Linked DNA regions of Mus musculus: region 2 is linked to region 1. The links are chromatin contacts, called in public promoter capture Hi-C maps. All regions are on one chromosome and are shown on one strand. The core of a region is the stretch at or near the end of the contact, and the rest is flanking DNA. Distances in the headings are between cores, read along the strand shown. Region 1 holds the start of Cmah (cytidine monophospho-N-acetylneuraminic acid hydroxylase). Region 2 overlaps Cmah (cytidine monophospho-N-acetylneuraminic acid hydroxylase).

Region 1 (3,829 bases), core at 570-3,069:
TGCATGACTCACTATCAGACCCTACTAATCAATCCTGGCCAAGTTACTTTCCACTCGCCTGCTTCCTTAAATCCCACAGCTCTCCTTCCTTACCCGGACTTGGATCAGCTGCTCCACCAATACAGTGAAACCTTGGCACAAGCATACAGTACTCGACCGGACCTAAAAGGCTCGCATTTGACAGGGGCAGAGCAGACTTGATTCATGAACAGAAGCAGTTTCATTCGAGAGGGACAGAGGAAGGCAGGAGCTGCAGTGACCACAGAAACAGAGGTAATTTGGGCCCAGTCTCTCCCCGCAGATGCCTTAGCTCCTAGGGCTGAACTGATGCTATCCCAGGCCCTCATCATGGGAAAAAGGCTAGCCATCAACATCTACACCGATAGCCGGTATGCGTTGGCCCATATACATGAAGCCATATACCAGGAGAGAGGGATCCTAACTGCAGAAGGAAAAACTATCAAAAACAAAGATGGGATCCTACAGTTCCTTGAAGCCCTCTGGCTGCCAATGAGAATGGCAATCATACATTGTCCAGGCCATCAAAAAGGAACCACGGCAGTCACCAGAGGTAAGAACTTGGCTCACAGAGCTGCCAAAGAGGCAGCCTTAGAGGAAACAGCTGCCTCCGTGTTAGCTGCAACTTTACCAGAACCACCCGACCCCAACCTACAGGAATGCCCAGCCTACACGGAGGAGGAGGTCAAATGAGCCAAGAGTCAGCCCATGAACCAGTGTTCAGAGGGCTGGTGGCAGATGGCTGAAGGTAAGCTAATATTACCTGCCCCCCTAGCAAGGTCTATCCTCAAAAAAATCCACAGAATCACTCACATGGGAGTGAAACGGATGGCAGATACAGTGAGACAATCTAAAGTGATTTTCAGAAAAATGCAGCGTACTGTCGAAGATGTAATATCAAGCTGCAGAGCTTGCCAATTGACCAACACCCACAGCACTGCCAAACATTCTGGCTTATGTCTGTGAGGATAGAGACCAGGGGACCTACTGGGAAGTTGATTTTACAGAAATCAAACCAGGAAAGTACAGCTACAGGGACTTACTAGTGTTCGTGGATAGCTTCTCTGGGTGGACAGAAGCCTTTCCAACAAAGACTGAGACTGCAAAGGCAGTGGCTAAGAAGTTGCTGGAAGATATCCTACCGAGGTATGGATTCCCTCATATGACAGGGTCAGACAATGGGACAGCATTTGTGTCCAAAGTAAGCCAGGATGTAGCGAGATATATTGGGACAGATAGGAAGTTACATTGTGCACAGGCCCCAAAGTTCAGGACACGTAGAAAGAATGAATCAGACACTTCAGGAGACCTTGACTAAATTAGCCCTAGAGTCTGCCATAGACTAGGTGACACTCCTTCCCTTTGTGCTTACCAGTTAGGACTAACTCCTTTTGAAATCATGTATGGTGTCCCTGCCCCTATTGTCCCTAACCTTCAGTCAGTAGCCATTGCAGAATTAGAAGGTTATGAAATTCATAACGAAGGTCAGAGCAACTCAATGGGTTCACGAGCAGGGTTGGTCTAAACTGTGTGCCCTCTATGAAGCAGGCCCCAGTTCCAGAGCCCCATAAGTTTCAACCTGGAGACTAGGTCTACGTGAGGCAGTTTTGCCAGAAAGCGCTGGAGCCTTGTTAGAAGAGACCCTACATTATCCTGCTAACAATTTTAACAGCTGTAAAGGTGGACTGTATCACTACTTGGATACACTGCACTCACCTGCTGATCTGTTCTCTCCAGAAGAAGATCGCTAGACTTCACAGCTGCCACTGCCAGAATGGAGGGTCCAAAAGGGCACTCATCCCTTCAAGTTAAAATTAACTCTGTCCTAAGCTTGCTGTTTTTACTGGCTTCATGCACTGCTGTTCCTAGCCCATGTCTCCATTCAGAGATCAAAAACTCACACCAGCCTTATGACTTGACTTGGACAGTTGAGAATCCTGAAACGGGTTACCGGGCCCAACCTCCTAATACAAAAAAGTCACTTGGGACCCGGTGGTTTCCAGATTTAACCTTTGATCTGTGCCAGCTGGCTGATAACTCATGGCCTGACACCTAACAGACTTTATGGCATTCATATCCACCATGTCGGTGAAGAACTTTATATATGTCCAGGACAGAAAAGGACTATTACATGTGGGGGTCCAGAACAATTTTACTGTACTTCCTGGGGGGTGTGAGACATCAGTTAGAGGGCTAAAAAACCTGGGGAGTGTCGAAGGAAGACCTTATCACAGTTGGCAGGAAGGGGAGCAGGTCTGAAGTTTTACTGAGGTTTACAGACAAAGGGAAACAGGGAAGGGTTGGGAAGCTGAGAGGTCCTGGGGCCTCTGACTCCATGTCAATGACTCCATGTCATTGGAGGGATTAGTCCAGGCCTCCTCTTCACCATCAAACTTGTGGTAAAACCAATTGTGAACCCCCTGCGGGTGGCTGTAGGACCAAATCGGATTTTGGCAAACCCTAAACCAAGAGGTCTTGCCCCGAAAAAACCTGCGCCAAAGCCCGTCCTTGGACTGCTGCCCCCTCCCCAAGTCCTCCCCCAGCAGGGGTCCCCAGCCCCAGGATCTTTTTTGAATCGCACAGAGCTGGTAGATCTGCTCTGGTCAATGATGCTAAAAACCTTTCAGATTTTGAACGGCTCCCGGCCAGAGCTAACCACCTCCTGCTGGCTGTGCTCTAATGCCAGACCCCCTTTTTATGAAGGTGTTGGATTTATATCTAGATATAATAAGTCTGAGAGAGACACTGCATGCAGATGGTCCCAAGAGGTCCAGCCTTAATCCTGCAGACCACCATATCAAGACAGGGGACCTGCCTGGGGAACATTCCCTTGTCACATCAGCACCTTTGTAACCAAAAAACCCCCATGGTTCATTCAAACTGGGTTATTCCTACCCACCCACCCACCCCTGAACAGGCTTGGTGGGACTGTTCAACAGGGTTGACTCCATGTGTGCACGGAGAGGTCCTTAATTCCCCTACTGCAAAAGAGTTCTGTATTGTAGTTCAGTTGGTGCCACGCATAACCTATTATTCAGAAAAAATAGTGCCAAAGAACCTAATAGGGCATGTTGGGGGAGACCTCATGAGACAGAAGAGAGAACCTATTTCCCTAACTTTGGCTGTAATTCTGGGAGCAGGGCTAGCTCCGGGATAGCAGCCCTAACGTTGCAAGAGAAGAACTACAACAGCCTTAAATTAGATATAGATCAAGACATCCAATACTTAGAAAAATCCATCGCATACCTAGAGCGAAATGTAGATTCTCTGGCTGAGGCAGTTCTTCAGAACAGACGAGGGTTAGACTTTGCTCCTGCAGCAGGGAGGCTTGTGTGCGGCTCTATGAGAAGAATGTTGCTTTTAGGTAAATCACTCTGGAATAATCAGAGAATTACTAGCTAAGGTTAGAGAAAGCATAGAGAGGCGCCAAAAAAGAACGAGAAAACTCCAAAAGCTGGTATCATTCACTATTTAATACTTCCCCATGGTTAACTACCCTCATTTCTACAATTACAGGGCCCCTGATAAGTCTTCTGTTACTGCTCACATTCGGGCCATGCATAATCAATAAGCTTTTGCTGTATATAAAGCAGAGATTAGGGAGTATTCAATTGATGGTGATGAGATCCCAGTACCAACCAGCTAGCACAGATGATTTAAGCCTATAAAGAGTCCAAGATTGGCCTCTGGAGTCACCAAAAAAAGGGGGGAATAGTTGTAACCCCCAAATTACTGATAACATGAACACAAGATAGCTGCTTCTTCTCCCAACAATAGTATCCTTACTGAGAACAAACAGAAGCTCTACTGG
Region 2 (3,829 bases), core at 885-3,384, 120 kb before region 1:
GCCATTTATCTCTGTGCTTATGTTTGAAATGGATGTGTGTGTGTGTGTGTGTGTGTGTGTGTGTGTGTGTGTGTGTGTGTGTAACCACAGAGTCTGCCTTCCTTTATCCATGACGATCTCTATCATCTAGTAGTTTAATTTTCTTATTTTTTAAAAGAAGCTACCTTTTCTATTCTATCTCTACTTTCTGTGGGCCATGAAATCATAGAAGCTTGAGTGGGGCGCTGAAAAGGGACTGCTCTGGGCTACTCAATCATTCATATTTAATACAATTATCGGTATCTCTTGAGTTATGTCTGTCACTTATCTGTATTCCTCTGTTTCCTGATTCCCACTTTGGCTTCTTTTAAGTTACTTGCAAGTCTTTTGGTATTCTATTTAGTCTGCCTGTTAAATCTTTTTGGTCAATCACCTCCCTTATAAACTAGCTGCTCTGGGGATTATAATGTTATAACATTCTACACGATCTACACTAGTTTCTCACAATCTACTTGGATTACATCATGTGTGAATCTTGAATCACTTTGCTCTAATTGCCACGCTGGAGGTGCTTAGAGAACAGAAGTAAAATAGGAATGCTGTTTTGTTTATCACTGCAGAAGCTAGAAGGTCAAATTCGCTGTACAGCAGGACCCGTGCCTCCTGCATGCTGAGCTCGGACTCTGACCATGACCATTCCTGAGCCACCTCACCTTTGTCTCCTCATATCATCTTTCCTTCATGTGTCTCTGTGCCCAAATTGTGCCTTGTTTTAAGGACACTGGCCAACTCTTAAGTACAAGGTCTGCCCTCATGAAATCATTTTAACTAGATTCCTTTTGTATAGGCCCTACCTTCAAGCAAGCTCTATTTCTGAACTACTCAGGGCTCAGTGTTTTAATATAAAAATTTTGAACAGACACAGTTTAATCTATAACATCTCTCCATACTGATAGTTGTCTCGGTGTTACATCATCTTTCAAATTAAAAAACCTAATGAAAAAGCTGTCCACTAAATATGTCAAGATATTTTCATTTCTGTTCTCCCTCACAACCACGCCTCTTTAATCGAAGAACATCCCATGAGTTTTTCTAAGGCAGTGATCCCCAGAGCCCTCTCATCTGAGAATGTCTGCTTTCCTCTCTGCCCCAATACCTCTTTCCTGGATCTAGATGCAATTGTTTTGTCTTGTAAACACATTTAAAATTCCACTAACTTCCAGCCATCACTGTTTCTGATTAGAAGCCCAGTTATTTGAATTGTTTCCTCTGATAAAAACAAGCAAGCAAGCAAACAAACAAACAAAAAACCAAGGTAATTTGATATTGCTGTGTCTTTATGTTTTGGTAATTTTGTTCTGATGGGTCCAGGCTTCTTTTGATTCAAGTTTATATTGTTTGGGGCCTTACTGTGCTTCTAGCATCTAAGTTTCTGACCTTTATTAAGTTTAGTTCCATCCACCCACTCTTCCTCTTGTTTACATGCGTGGCCTTTACCTCTTCTTCATGGATACCTGACATTTGCCGTTGTCCCACGGGTCCCCTGTTCTTGTTTGTCCCAGTCTTTTTCTTCCTGTTTATAGGTTTCATGGCTTCTGTTGCTCTATCTTTAAGTTCACTTCCTCTTGCTGTTCTCAATCCCAGCAGGCCCTTGAAACACATCCAGGTGTTTGCCCTTGTAGACTGTGTAGTTTGAATGTAAATTTTCCATTTAGTTCTTCTATCTTCTCTCTGTGTGAGTAGCTTTCTTTCTGTCTTTACAGTCAAAGGATTTTGCCATTACTTATTGAAACATAACTTTTATAGATGTTTGATTTTTTTCCCTAATAATTCTAGCATCTGTGTCATTTTGGATCTACTATATATTGTGCTTCCCCTCGTGACATGGCAATGTTTTCCTGGTTTTCTTTATACTTAGTTTTTGATCTTATCTTTTTCCTTAGAAAACTATTTTATGATACTCTGGGTGTTGTTTCTATTTGTGGCAGTTTATACTTTCGTTTTAATAAATATTAAAAGCAGGTCATGTTTATGCTACAAGTTCAAAAATGCTATCTTCAGGCTGCGGTTTTCATTTCAGTTCCTCTTTTAGCTCTGTTCCACAATTGCCAAATCACCAGCATGGGGTCACACAGGTCACCAGTATGGGGCTTAAGCTGTGCTCTCTCTTGTACTTCAGTTGCAGAGTCTCCGTCTCCTGCTTATGGTCACAAAGTACAGCCAGTTGCCGAGCTCCAGAGTTTACTTGCTCTTCTGGCTCATTTTCATAAGCCATAACTCTCCCTGAAACATTCCCCAGTACTTTCTTGCCTCCCAAGTGTCTACTCTCTATCAATGTCAAATGATCCATCAGTAGAAAATAATCTACTGAGAAGCCAGGGCTTTGGCTTCCCTGACTGGATGAGTACTTTCTTTCTAAGAATTCCATTTACTTTGGGGCCAAGCATTAGAGAAAGAAAAACAGCAACAGAGCAAGACTCACGGCCTTTCTGCGTCTTCGGAAAGCTGGGGCAAGAACTGCTGCAAGTTCAAGGCTGGACCGGGATACTGCAGCAGACCCTGTCTCCCAAAGAGCAAACAGGGAAGGTAGGTGGAGCGAGTTGAGGGAAGAAGAGAAAGAGCAACAGGATTCTCTCTACTCTCTTGAAATCAAAGTCCTTCTGACCTGAGAGAAGGCTTCTTTCCCCTCTCCTGGGGTTTCATGGAGGCAGCCTTGTGACTGAAGCAGTCACCTGGGGACTTGGCAAGTGAAAAGGAAAGAACTAAAGGAAACAAAACCTTCCAGCTCAGAAGGTTCTCCTGCTTATTCTGATCTTCCTCGATTTCGACCCCACCCCTGCTCTACCCTGCTCCACCCTTACCCCAGCAATGTGTCCTGTTCTCACCAGCATTCAACACCACTCTTTGACTGTCTTGAGGAGAGAGAGAGAGAGAGGGAGAGGGAGAGAGGGAGAGAGAGAGAGAGAGAGAGAGAGAGAGAGAGAGAGAGAGAGAGAGAGAGAGAGAGACTATGGTTTTGAGAAAACAGAAGCATAGGGTGTGGCATAGTGGCACGTGCTCATAATCCTAGCATTTGGGGCTGAGCCAGAAGCATCTTGAGTTTGAAGCTAGCCTGGACTTCATCACAGGATACCATTCCCAAATAATCAAGTAAACACAAAGTTAAAACCTCAGCATCACTGAAGGGTTATTCTGTCAAGCTGTCATTTTGTTTCTATTTTCTGCGATTGTTTACTTTTCAGGGTCCTGAGGTCATAGGTCATACAGTTTGCTCAGTGTATGCTACTGCCCAATGGTTCACTGTGCAGAGCTCAGTTTGCCTATGGGGAAAGTGGGCTTGCATTAACCGTTTGAGGCTGAACAGGGAATATGATTTAATGCCTCCTTATACAAACTATCAGAGGATATGTCTACAATCCCACTACTGAGCTGTGATACAGTCATTTCCATGATCCTACAATTATTGTTTCCAGAAAATTTGCTTTCAGTGATCCCCCTAAATATGGTAAGGAGTCACAAGAAGAAAGGAAGTGAGAAAAGAAAAAAATACATATTTCCGGGAAACCTTCCAAATTTGACATTGTCTGAGGCATTTTATAGCTGTTTATGACCTAGACTCTGTGAAATAACTTTTAAAGCTGGGTTTGGTAGTACAGTTTTGCAGTCCTAATACTGGAGAGCTTGAGGGAGACAGATAATGAGCTTAAAGCTAGCTTAAACTACATAGGAAGAGCTTGTCTCAAGAAAATAACAATGATAGTTGGCTACTTCTTCTATTGTGTCCTGATCACAGACATTTAGAGTTCAGGTTGATATCAGCCTTGGGTTCCCCTGTTGGTACAACATATTT

Evidence for each region. Promoter capture Hi-C pulls out the DNA fragments that hold promoters and counts their contacts.
Region 2: a promoter capture Hi-C map of liver shows a contact between it and region 1, with 3 times the contacts expected there. The contact joins the enhancer-like site here to the promoter of Cmah in region 1. A contact is called at or near these places in 8 of 39 promoter capture datasets (the C10 cell line, the HPC-7 cell line, HPC-7-derived erythroid cells and 4 more), 3 of 15 datasets of contacts at CTCF or cohesin (CD8 T cells, large pre-B cells and pro-B cells), 16 of 484 Hi-C or Micro-C datasets (the C10 cell line, CD4 T cells, CD8 T cells and 7 more), 7 of 115 datasets of contacts at active chromatin or transcription factors (bone marrow-derived macrophages, fibro-adipogenic progenitors, heart atrium and 3 more) and 2 of 9 other capture datasets (adipose tissue and liver).

The regions. Positions count from the first base shown.
Region 1 is chr13:24,325,394-24,329,222 of GRCm38.p6, reverse strand. It overlaps Cmah (cytidine monophospho-N-acetylneuraminic acid hydroxylase), which reads right to left and starts at 1,819. Exons shown (of 17, transcript NM_001111110.2): 1 at 1,735-1,819.
Region 2 is chr13:24,443,151-24,446,979 of GRCm38.p6, reverse strand. All of the region lies in intron 11 of Cmah (cytidine monophospho-N-acetylneuraminic acid hydroxylase), which reads right to left. Among named protein-coding and RNA genes, the nearest start is that of Gm22013, 42 kb to the left of the region's middle. Within about 2 kb of position 2,134, at least 77 of the 459 cell types and tissues checked have an H3K27ac peak or open chromatin away from gene starts, as enhancers often do. A contact at or near this core is called in the HPC-7 cell line, adipose tissue, bone marrow-derived macrophages and 6 more, where this site is marked.